Linked DNA regions of Mus musculus: regions 2, 3 and 4 are each linked to region 1. The links are chromatin contacts, called in public HiChIP or PLAC-seq and promoter capture Hi-C maps. All regions are on one chromosome and are shown on one strand. The core of a region is the stretch at or near the end of the contact, and the rest is flanking DNA. Distances in the headings are between cores, read along the strand shown. Region 1 holds the start of Islr2 (immunoglobulin superfamily containing leucine-rich repeat 2). Region 2 holds the start of Arid3b (AT rich interactive domain 3B (BRIGHT-like)). Region 3 holds the start of Edc3 (enhancer of mRNA decapping 3). Region 4 holds the start of Insyn1 (inhibitory synaptic factor 1).

Evidence for each region. Promoter capture Hi-C pulls out the DNA fragments that hold promoters and counts their contacts. HiChIP or PLAC-seq counts read pairs in DNA pulled down with a chosen protein or histone mark.
Region 2: an H3K27ac HiChIP or PLAC-seq map of embryonic stem cells shows a contact between it and region 1, with 2.7 times the contacts expected there. The contact joins the promoter of Arid3b here to the promoter of Islr2 in region 1. A contact is called at or near these places in 12 of 39 promoter capture datasets (the 3T3-L1 cell line, 3T3-L1-derived adipocytes, HPC-7-derived erythroid cells and 7 more), 12 of 484 Hi-C or Micro-C datasets (the C2C12 cell line, the G1E-ER4 cell line, cortical neurons and 6 more) and 4 of 115 datasets of contacts at active chromatin or transcription factors (bone marrow-derived macrophages, embryonic stem cells and pancreatic cancer cells).
Region 3: a promoter capture Hi-C map of erythroid cells shows a contact between it and region 1, with 2.7 times the contacts expected there. The contact joins the promoter of Edc3 here to the promoter of Islr2 in region 1. A contact is called at or near these places in 8 of 39 promoter capture datasets (the C10 cell line, cranial neural crest, embryonic stem cells and 5 more), 4 of 115 datasets of contacts at active chromatin or transcription factors (extraembryonic endoderm stem cells, large pre-B cells, memory CD8 T cells and 1 more) and 1 of 9 other capture datasets (embryonic stem cells).
Region 4: a promoter capture Hi-C map of embryonic stem cells shows a contact between it and region 1, with 3 times the contacts expected there. The contact joins the promoter of Insyn1 here to the promoter of Islr2 in region 1. A contact is called at or near these places in 7 of 39 promoter capture datasets (the 3T3-L1 cell line, embryonic stem cells and stem cell-derived epiblast-like cells), 10 of 484 Hi-C or Micro-C datasets (all in embryonic stem cells) and 2 of 115 datasets of contacts at active chromatin or transcription factors (both in embryonic stem cells).

The regions. Positions count from the first base shown.
Region 1 is chr9:58,201,002-58,203,998 of GRCm38.p6, reverse strand. Islr2 (immunoglobulin superfamily containing leucine-rich repeat 2) reads left to right here and starts at 1,714. Exons shown (of 3, transcript NM_177193.5): 1 at 1,714-2,047; 2 at 2,627-2,719. It also overlaps the pseudogene 1600029O15Rik.
Region 2 is chr9:57,835,384-57,838,098 of GRCm38.p6, reverse strand. It overlaps Arid3b (AT rich interactive domain 3B (BRIGHT-like)), which reads left to right and starts at 1,320. Exons shown (of 9, transcript NM_001379353.1): 1 at 1,320-1,417. It also overlaps the pseudogene Gm7547.
Region 3 is chr9:57,707,300-57,710,008 of GRCm38.p6, reverse strand. Edc3 (enhancer of mRNA decapping 3) reads right to left here and starts at 1,440. Exons shown (of 7, transcript NM_153799.3): 1 at 1,310-1,440.
Region 4 is chr9:58,487,171-58,489,961 of GRCm38.p6, reverse strand. Insyn1 (inhibitory synaptic factor 1) reads right to left here and starts at 1,359. Exons shown (of 3, transcript NM_176921.4): 1 at 723-1,359; 2 at 1-293.

The sequences.
Region 1 (2,997 bases), core at 465-2,964:
ACTCCTGCACGTCCGTGCGATCGAGAGAGCTCATGAGCCCATTCTTCCTTCCAGCCCTCGGCCCTTCGCTCCTCCTAAGTTATCCCTCTGCAGGCTTGCGTCCCTCCAAACTCAAAAAAAGAGAGCTGACTAGAAGTAAAAATCGGATGAGTGGATGTTCACTGGCGGAGGAACGCCCACGCCTTGCGTCTTTCTCTCCCCCACCAGGAAAGTCCTCAGGATTCTCCATCCCAGAACACTAAGAACAGCAGAACGTCCCTCTGCTGCCACACCCTCTTCTGGTGCGAGGCACCCCCCACCCCCTCAAGGTTGCTAGAACATGAACAATACGACAGACATTCCTCTTACTTTGCAGACAAAGAAGTCGGTATCGGGCGGCTATTCCAAATCTCTGAGGCCTTGTCCCAGGTTAGAGCCTTGTGCTGGACGGCCTCAGACGTACAGGATTCCAGGCAGGGAGGAGTCAGAGTTCTCATCTCCTCTCCCTTCTCAAAGACATCTTCCCTGGATCGCTCAAGCACCCTCTCCTGGTTCGGTCTGTGGGGTTTCCAGGCCCGAGCAGGTGTGAAGTTCTAGATTCCGAACTTGGCTGAGTTTGTGGGGGTCCCATCAGCCCGTAGCCAGGAGTAGGAAAGAGGGAGGGACCAAAGTGAGCACACACCAGTGTGTTCATATTTAATTTACAAAGGAGCCTCAGAAACCCTGCCGGGTGGTCCCTTTAGATGCAGCGTTCTTCCTGCATCTCTCTGCGCCCCCCTCCCTAGCTCATTAAAATGCTTAACACTCAAATCGGGGTATTGATCTCTGCAGAGGCCCCAAACACACTGCCATCCAACCAAGACAGAAGACTGACTCTGATGAGGGCTGGGAGACCCCAGCACCCCAGTATTACAGTGTATATGAAAGAGAAGGAGGGGACTCTCTACACATCTCTCAAAATCTATGCCCCCTTACCAGTTCTGGCTAGCAGCTCTGTCTCCTGGGATGCCATAGGCGGGGGAGTGAGATGATGCATTTTAGTCAAATCCCTAGACATCCCTTGAAATTCTCCTGCTCATCGCTAAAAGAAATGTCCAGGGTTTGCCAAAGAGAACAGCGAGTCCCGAGTCTGCTGAGGCCAGCTGTTACATGAGGGTGTGAGATGGCAGGGCGGTGGCTGCTGCCTAGGCTTTCACAGTGTGTGTGTGTGTGGGGGGGGTGCGAGCATGCAGGGGTTGATGGCCAGCTTGCTAGAGATGCTGAGAGGATACTGAGGAGCGGGGTGGTGGTGCAGGAAATGCTCAGGGGTTGTAAGTCCCTAGTCCACAGCACTCAAGAGGAGCAAACGGTTTTTGTAACTATCCTGGTCCCTGTAGCCACTATTAGTGGGCAACCTTGGTGTCCTGTTAGCCCGCAGCAAGCAAGGGCAGAGTGAGACACTTGGGTGAGTTCAACCTAATGTTTTAGGAGCTCAGAAGACACCCACTCCACTGTGAGCACTAGGTAGCCCACGGGCAGTGGAGTGCACGCGCTGGTTTTGCCACAAAAGACCTGAGCGTGGAGTTCAGGCTCAAGAGGCTGAGCAGGGTCTGCGATGGGCTGGGGAGGTGGGCGTCTCCTCTCCGCGCACCCTGCAGGGCTGCGCCTACTAATCTGGCGAATTAGTCTGGCGGTGATTGGGGGTGGAGGGGAACCAGGATTTGTATCTGCCCAGATCCAGGCAAAATATGACAGAGAGGGTGAGGCGTTCTGCTAACACTATCAATTATGCATCGTGTTGAACGAAGCTTCGGGGAGGGGGAGGCTAGCAGGCGGCAGGAGGAAAAGGGTCCGGGAGAGCCAGGCAGCGCAGTTCAGCAGGTCCCACTGGAGGTCTTTCTGCGCCACTGCTTGCTTTGGAGAGGGGGGAAAAAAGTGTTTAAAGGCAAAGACACGCCCCTCCAGTCCTATGCTTTTCTTTCTCCCAAATTCCTCAAAGATGGTTTGTCTCACGTGTTGCGGGGCGTAGAACGGCTCGCATTCAATTAGAAGCGAAGCTCGCGGGCGCTGGCGGGACGGGCGCGTGAGGGTGAGTGAGCGTGGATATTTGTGTGCGCGCAAAAGAGAACGGTGAGTGTTTGAGTGAAGGTGTGCTTGTGAAAATGTGTGTGAAAGTAGGGAGAACTTAGCGCGTTGACGCGATTATTACATGTTGACGAGTAGTTCTAACCTGTGAAAGTCATGTGAAGATGTGTGTGTGTGTGTGTGTGTGTGTGTGTGTGTGTTGGGGAGGGGTTTGGAGACATAAGGAGGAATAGTGACAATGTCATCGAATGTGTAAATGTGGGGAGAAGTAGAAAATGGGTGCTAGGGGTACGGTGGGCTGGAAAGGGCGGAGCCTTGGGCTATGGGCGTATGGAGCCCCTTGAGACCGACAGGTCTCAGCCTGAGGTGAGTAGAGGATCTCTATGGCTTTAACAAATGTAAACGCAGCACGAGGTGGGAGACTGTGCGCGTTCCCGCCGAGCACGGGGGCGCGCGACCGCTCTCAAACCTGCAATCCTGGAGAAGTAGGGCGAACAGATAAGGAAAGAAAAAAATTGAAGTAGGACTTTGGGGCCAAGGGGAGTTCTTTCAATGCACTCCCCCTTTCTCCCCACCGCCACAGCAACAGATGCCAGAAGCTCCCTTAGACTGTCACCTGAGTCTGGAGACCGGCTCGCAGCCCCACAGCATCACACTGCAAGTCAGAGAGCAGCAGGTAAGCAGTGGAAGGGCCCCACAACCTCAGTCCACAGGGTCGATCCAGCCTAGTCAGGGTTGGGTGGCTGTCTGGGAGGAACAGGGAAGGGAGGTGCCTCCTTTAGGAGCAAAAGCAAGAAGGGACCCGCTAATCTCAGAGACAGGGTGTAGGAGAGGGTCTTCCAAGACTGACAGGACCCTCAAGTTGGGGCAGGGAGTCTGTGTTAATATATTTGTATGTCTAGAGACAGGGGATGCACTCAGGCGTCTTAAGGCTCTAGAGGGAAGTATAGAACC
Region 2 (2,715 bases), core at 71-2,570, 370 kb after region 1:
CAAGTTAAGGGCAAAATTCTGGCCAAGAGGATCAATGTGCGGATTGAGCACATCAAGCACTCGAAGAGCAGGGACAGCTTCCTGAAGCGGGTGAAGGAGAACGATCAGAAGAAGGAAGCCAAGGAGAAGGGCACCCGGGTGCAGCTGAAGCGCCAGCCTGCGTCAACCAGAGAAGCACACTTTGTGAGGACTAACGGAAACTGCTGGAGCCCATTCCATATGAATTCATGGCCTAGTGGACAAAAAAGAAATAAGGGACCAGGACTGCAACAAAACAAAACAAACAACAACAACAACAAACCATAAAAGTTTTCATCAGGAACTGAGATGGATTAGTGAGTTAAGAGCGTGGCGCCAAAGAATAAGGGTCTAAATTTGGATATCCAACGCCTCAGTAAAAAGCCAGGTGTGGTGCACACCTGCAATCCTAGCATTTCAGAAGTAAAGACAGGATTCCTGGAGCTTGATGGTCAACTACTTTTGCTAAATAGGTGAGCTACCTTCTAACAAGAAAGAAAAGAGGGGAAGGGAAGGAAGAAGGGAAGGGACAAGAAAAGCCAGTGGCAATAAGTTCTAGGTTTTGGCTGGGATTGTTTTAAGACCCAAAACTAAGCGAGCCATAGACTCTGGATCAAGGATGATGGTCAGTTGGGAGAAAGGTAAAACAAGGAGGTGCATGCATAAATTCACAGAAGTTCCCCAGAGTTAGGAGTCCCAGAAGACAAGGTTTTGTTGTTTTATTGTATAAGCGGTGCCAGGATTCAGCTTCTACCTTTGGAACCTGAAGAAAGAAAACATTAACCCCTGTGACGAGGTGAGGTTGGGGATGGATAGAGGTGGTGTTCCAGAACAGGAAAATTTCAATCCAAAAAGTGAAATTTAGAAAAAAACTAATAAAAGGCTGGAATGCTTCATTAAGACTAGCTGAAAGTTAGCACTCTTTATTCCTTTCTTTCACTTATTACAAACAATTCACAACCACGGCAGCCAGAAACCCGTGTGCTGTAGTCAGTCCTACTCTTTTCAACTCCCCGCGAAAGCACTCACACCGGAACTCCTCTGAGTCCGTGCTCTCCCATTGGCCGAAGCCTCCGCCCGCCTTAAATGGCTTCCGCCCACGGCTTCAACCAGAGGGCGGTCTCTAGGAGTCACTTCCGTCTCGCACTACCCACCCACCCCCACCTCGTTCCCTTTTTAGCTGCTTCCGGCCTCGGGCCCCGCCCCCCACCGTGGGGCCCCGCCCCTACCTGCCCCTCCCCCGCCCCGGGCTGACGGCCGGGCCCCGCAGCACAGCTTCCGGTGCGGGCCCCGCCCCGGCTGTGGCCCCCAGCTGCGGAGGAGTAGCAGGCTCAGCTGCTACGCTGGGGTCTGAGCGGCTGCCTCCTCCCTACCCGCGAGCCCGGAACGCTGCACATAGGTGAGCGGCGCGGGTCGTGGTTCTTTCTGCCGCGGCGGGAGAGGGGCTGTGGCAGGTGGAGGGGACCGAAATGGGAGCCGAGGCAGGTGTGTAGGGGAGACGCGGGCTAGTGAAGCCGGGGTCCGCTGAGAAAAAGTGAGAGCATCGGGAGGAGCCCCGTCCTCCCGGTGTCCAAAGGAGTGGTTTGAGATAAAGAGATGGGAAAGGTAAGGGACCCCCCCCCCCTTTTGGCAACCGCAGAGCGAGCTTAGATGGAGTAATTAGAGAAGAGCCGGGAGATTGGCAAAGGGGGCTTGGTGGAAGTAAAAGTGATAGGGCTCCATTGGGTGGGAGGTAAAGAATGGAAAGAGGGGTCGAAGAGGGTCGGGGACAGAGCTGGAAACGAAGGTAAGGGAAATGGTCACCAAGGCCGGGCTCAAGCGGCAAGCAGTCCGTTGCTCTCGGTTTGGAGGTCCGGGAAGTTTAAAAAACCCGAGCGAGGGATGGAGAGATGAAGTTAGATTTCGGAGACGTAAATTCTCTAGATGTTAGTAGTATTGTTTGAATCCTTGGCTGCTTAGGGATTGGGATGAGATGGACTCTTCGGGAGGATGTGCCAATTGAGTTGTAAAACGGAGTCATCTCTGTCTTAATAAAGACGCTATCGGACACCCCTCTCCCTTGCTGAGGAAAGCCTACCGAGAAGATGGTGCCAACCAGAAAAGAAGCAGTTGTACTATGACTGGCAGGAGTTGGTTGAAATATTCCAGTTGTGTTGTTTGACTTTAAAGATTATACGAATATTTCTAAATGACCAGTGAATTGCTTGCTCTTCTTTTGTGTGCGTTTTGTTTTGTCCCCAACGGGGTTTTTATTTTAAAGGAACAATTTTGCCAACTTTCAGGCTTCCCTACAGAATAAGAACTAAAGCAGAAAGAAAGTATTGCTGCAGGCATAACTTATACTTTCCAAACTGCCAGGAGGAGGGACAGGCAGTAAGGGGCCAATTGGAATTGGAATCTTTTATCCGCCTATGAAAGCTACAACCAAGTGCTTCTAAGAAACAAAATGAGATTTGTCTAGCATGGCTCTGGTTGGTTTTTGAACTCCCCGCCTCCCCAGCTTTAAAAATTATACTCTTTAAACGTGTAAAAATTTATATAAATCAAAGCCATTTTTTTTTCTTGTTAGAGATTAGTTCTCCCATGAATTTTTGAAGATGGTAAAAGGTTACATTTTCTTATCTTCCAACTCAATCCTAAAACACTGGGACAATGCAAATATCAAGTCCCAACCTGCACAGTGCCGCTTCCCCTTTC
Region 3 (2,709 bases), core at 191-2,690, 490 kb after region 1:
TACTACTATAAACATTGGAATTATTTCAAGTTCTGAGTTCCATTTTAAGTAGCATTTTATATGGGTTCTTGTTAATATTACACAGAAAAATCTGAGATGAAACTGCATTTGCCTTTATTAGAAACTGTCAGTCAGGTGTGTTGTGTACATCTATAATCTCAGAAGTCCAGAGGCTAAAGCAGGAGCATTACTCGGTAATAGGGGACCCAAGTGGCCAAATGTCTCAGTAACATCAAAACCAGTAATCCTGGTAGTCAAAGAGTGAAGGCCTTTAATCCCAGCACTCTGGAGGCAGAGGCAGGAGGATCGTTGTGAGTTCCGGGCCAGTTTGACCTACACAGACAATTCTACAGGTTCTCACTATGTAGCTCTAACCTAGAACTATATACTGAGTGCCTGTCACCAAAAAAAGGTCATTCTTTGCAACTACTTTTACTTCAGAGAAACCAAAAACTAAGAATTTTGTGCCCAAACAAAACAGATACATCATTCTCTTTAAAAAAACAAAAATCAAAAAACAAAAAACTGGGTTCCACCTGAGGGTTCCAGATGAGCCACGAATAACTCGGGGATAGTCATTTTGATTGTGGAAAGATTAAGGGTCCTTTTAACTCTGCAACGGGGAGACTGAAAATCAACTAAAGTTGATGAAGACTATTCCTCCAACACACCCCAACACTTAAAACCACAGATCAAGTATTACTAATATCTGCAGTCACAACACAGAAAGGATAACTGCGGCAGTGCATCGAGGGCAGCTAAGTGTGCGTGCGCTCTGGCAGGGCATCACTATCTCTAGTCCCACACCCCAGTCCTTCACAAGTTACACAAGTTCTCATCTACTATGAGGCACTCGCACGACTGGCTATTAACCTCACTGGTCAAAGAAAATGAAGGCAAAGAGCAATGGCTCTTTGAGAAGTCACAGTGGCAACCAAAGCGGGCTTGAGACAGACCAAGCCGTTATTGCCTCCAATCCGAATCCTTGGGCTATACCTAACCCAGTGAGTACCCCACACGCCCGCACGCGCGCACCCCCACAATTTCTGCGCGGGCGCGCGCGCGCACACACAAGGTTCTTGAGCGCGCACGCATATACACACACACACACACACACACACACACACCCGCGCACACACACACACACACCCGCGCGCGCACACACACACACACACACCCGCAGCTCCTGTCCGCCAATATAAAGATCTACAAGGCCGGGAAGCCTGCAGCCTAACAAGCAAACCGAGCTGACCACCCGGAAGCGCCAGCCAACGGGCACCCGCGAACACGCAGCCTTCCTCGTGCTCACCTCCCCGCCGCCTGCCCCCGCCTGCGCTGCACAGCACACCAAGACGACCTCGCTCGCCAAAACCCCACCGAGGGGCTTCACGCCCACCGCCACAGACACAGAAGCAGCCGCCACCTCCGCCGGAAACGCCCCCGCGTCTCGGCCTACCCGGAGTGATGTCACTTCCGTTGACACAGGGCGGAGCCAAGGGGCGGGGCTCCCGGGAAATTTGAGAGCTTGGGGTAATGTTAAGGGTTGATGGACAAGGCAGCTAAGATGTTTTCTGTGTGTGAAATCTGAGTGGAGTAAGAAAGAGAATGGGAGGAAGGAACTATGCTGGCTAGTTTGTCAAATTGACACAAGCTAAAGTTATCTGAAAGGAGGGAACCTCAAATGAGAAAATGGCTCTATAAGATCTGGCTGTAAGTAAGCCTATGCAATATTTCTCTTAATTTGTGACTGAGTGGGGAGGGCCTAGGCTATTGTAACTGGGGCCCTCCCTGAGCTGGTAGTCCTGGGCTTTTTTTCCTGAGAAAAAAGGCTGTGCAAGCATGGGGAGCAAGCCAGTAACCCACACTCTTCAGTGGCCTCTGTACCAGCTCCTGACTCCAAGAACCTTTCTTGATGAATAGTGATATGGAAGTGTAGCTGAATAAACCCTTTCCTTCCCAAATTGATTGTGGTCATGGAGTTTCATCTCAGCAATAGAAATCCAAACTAAGATAAATTGGTACCAGGAGTGGGGTATTGTGAACAGACCAGATCATGTTTCGGAAGGACTTTGGAATTTTAGGCTAGAAAAGCCATGAGAGCTCAGTGAGCTGTTCTGTAGGAGACTGGAAGTTAAGAATGTTGAGAGCACTGCAGATTGCCTGGCTTGTGAAGTTTCGGAGGAAAATTTAAAGACTATTGGGGCCATTTGTTATTTTGAATTAAGATTCTGTGGTTCCAGCCGGGCGTGGTGGTGCACGCCTTTAATCCCAGCACTCGGGAGGCAGAGGCAGGCGGATTTCTGAGTTCGAGGCCAGCCTGGTCTACAAAGTGAGCTCCAGGGCAGCCAGGGCTACACAGAGAAACCCTGTCTCGAAAAACCAAAAAAAAAAAAAAAAAAAAAAAAAAAGATTCTGTGGTTCTGGCTAGGTGGGGCTGGAGAAATGGTTGCGCTTAACAAGAACTACATAGTGAAACTTTTGCCTTGCTGAGATACTCAATACTGTTTGACTAGAGGTGAGAAATTAGTGGTGCTTACGAAAAGAAAAACATTGTTGAGGTGAAATCTCTTTCATTTTTTCTTCTTGGTTTTTCAAGAGAAGGTTTCTCTATGTAGCTCTGGAACTTGCTCTGTAAATCAGGATGGCCTCTGCCTCCCAAGTGCTGGGATTAAAGGCATGCATGCACCACCACTGAGCATGGTTAAATCT
Region 4 (2,791 bases), core at 110-2,609, 290 kb before region 1:
GGGCCCAAGAACAGCTTCCAGGACTTGAAGTGCCTATGGTGTACAGAGCTGATCTTTGCCCGAATCTGGATGCGGAGGCAGGGGGATGATTCTGCAAGGACTAAGGGTAAGAGATGCCCTTGGGATGGGGGAAGGCAGCAATCCCCTCGCAACTCCTAGGCAGTTACAAAGGCAGAGGTCTCTAGATGCAGCTGAACCAGCACAGGGACGGTGATCAGGATCTTCCAGATGTGGAGGGGGCTCCAGATGTGAACAGCACTGGAGAGGGAACTGGATTGGAGGAGGGCAGCCCCCTGCAGAAAGAGCGAGCCTGGCGTCAGCCCTCCCAGGCTGCTGCACCAGCCTGCTGCTGCTGCCTCCCTCTTCTCTCTGCCTGCACCCTCCTTCCTAGCTGGAGATTTATTTATTTATTTATTTATTTATTTATTTAGTGGGGAGGGGTGGTGGAGGCAGATAGTTTTCAACACCCTTCTTCAACAGAAGAGTGGAGGAGCCCCTGTTTTAGAGGAATGAGCCCTTAGCCTCCTCTGGAGCACTCTAGCCGTGGTGCACCCCCCGCCCCCAGCCACCAACCAAGCTTGGCCAGACTGGTTTAGCACAGGGCCTCTCCAGCTCTCCAACCTTCTTTCAATGCCCACAGGGTGCCCTCCTTCCCAGAGGACCCTTTCTCCCCCAACCCCGCCTTCCCTCCGAACCCTCCGAAGCTGGACTCCCCTACTCACCAAGGGTGGGGGCAGTGGCCTTTCCTCTAAGCAGTGTCGGGGCCGAGCCACAAGACGAGGTTGGGGGGCCCCCAAGGCTCCCTAGGGCGGGCTTCTCTCTCTGGACCCTTCGGCTCCTGGCCTCAGGAAGGTCTTCCGAGCGGTGACCGGAGACATCTGGGCGGTGGGAGGGGGCGGGGCCTCCGCGCTCCGGGGAAGGGGGCAAAAAAAAAAAATCCCCAAAAATCTCCTCACCACGCTCGCCAGGCTCCCGGTCGCGAGGGTCCGGCGAGCTCGGAGGCCCCGAGGCCACAGGTGACCCGAGCCGAGGTGACACCGGTCCGGTCCAGGCGACTAAGCCAAAGTCGGAGGGCTGGGGAGGGCGCCGGGATCCCCTCAGCCCACGCCCGGCATTCCCCGGGCTCCACAGGGTTCGCGATTCTCTCTGTCCATTCTAGATGGGCAGGTCTGAGCCCCTCCGGGGTCTGTCCTGCCTTTGCCTTGCTCTGCCCTTCCCGAGCTGGCACTGCTAGGTGTCCGGGGTGTACTCAGCCGGGACCCAGAATGTCCGTGCTCCGGCCCGGGCGACGTCTGGAGCGGCCGCAGAAACCGCTCAGTCCAGCCCGGCAGTCGGCTCCATCAACGGTGGGGAAAGTCCGGATTCCTTCGCGTCTCGGGGGAGGGGAAGCAGCCGTGGCCAGGGGGACCCGGTGTCGAGCACAGCGGAGATGAGTGCACGAGGTCGGGGGGGCCTCAGCACGGCGGGGCTCAGCCGAGGAAGCAAAGGAAAGCAGAAGGGGGCGAGCGAGACGCCAGGGAGGCGATGGAGGAGGCGCGCCGGGCCCGGCCAGGCACACCGGGCGCGCAGCCTCCGCTCGGCTCCACCGCCTCCAGCGCGCTCGCTCACGGCTCCGCGCCTCGCGGCCCGGGGCGCCGGGTAGCTGCCGATGGGGCAAACGAGGCACCGGGGCTGCTCGGGCCTTTCTCCCCGGCTGCTTCGCCCTCGCCCTGCCCTGCCCTGCCCTGCCCACCCGGCTCCGCGGGCCTGGCCCGCTTACCCCGAGCGCCGCCGCGCCCCGCCGGACTGGCCGCCCGGCCGGGCGCAGGCTCCCTCAAAGGCCGCCGGGCTCGCGCGGCTCCGCTCGCCTCGGCGCTGGCAGTGAAGGGGCCGGCCCCGCGCGCCGGGAGGGAGCTTTTAAAGCGACACACACGCCTCCCAGCGCCCAGAACCGAGCGCGCGAGCCGGGGGGTCTCACCACCCTAGGGAGCGGGTTGGACTGGGCGCCAGCGGACCTGGAGGAGAACTAGCCCGGCCACTGCCCGCTGCCCTGGGCGCACAGAGGCCCAGACTTGACTCCAAGTTCCTTCACCTCCTTTTTACACAATCCCTTGACCCTCCTCCCCTCACGGTGGTGCGTCCCGGGGTTCCCCTTCTGGCTGTTACCCTCCTCTGCCATCATACCTCAAACTGTCCCAAATCTTGTGTCAGTTCAGTAAATAGAATCCAGCCAACCTTTACTGAACACCTATTGTGTGCCACGCTCTGGCCGAGAGGGAGGGCAGAGTGGGTGCTGGGCTGTTTCTGAAGGTTCTGTTCCCCTAGTTCTTCACCTAAGTTTTCAACATATTTTTGTTCTCTCTCTCTCTCTCTCTCTCTCTCTCTCTCTCTCTCTCTCTCTCCCTCCCTCCCTCCCTCCCTCCCTCCCTCCTTCCTTCCTTCCTTCCTTCCTTCCTTCCTTCCTTCCTTTTCTTTCAGGCCCTGTTGAGGAGGAAATATCGAGGAAATTTCCCCATGAGGACATTCTTGAGTAAACTGAAGGGTGGTGCATGTAGTTCTAGGAGCGTTGCTAACTTGGCAGGTATGGGGTAACTAGGAGGAAGCACAGGCCACCCCCACTCCCCCAAGTTCTTCCCAGGAATTCAACCCTTGAGCTGAATCTTAACAGAAGATTCAGTGGGAGTCCCGGTGACCGGTGACCTTGCCCTGGGGAAGGGAGGAATCTGCTTCCTAGAGGGAAGGAAGATAGGGGGAAGGAACCACTCAGGAGCAAATGTGGGGGAGGGCAAGTTTCAGTCTAAGTGGCCCTGTT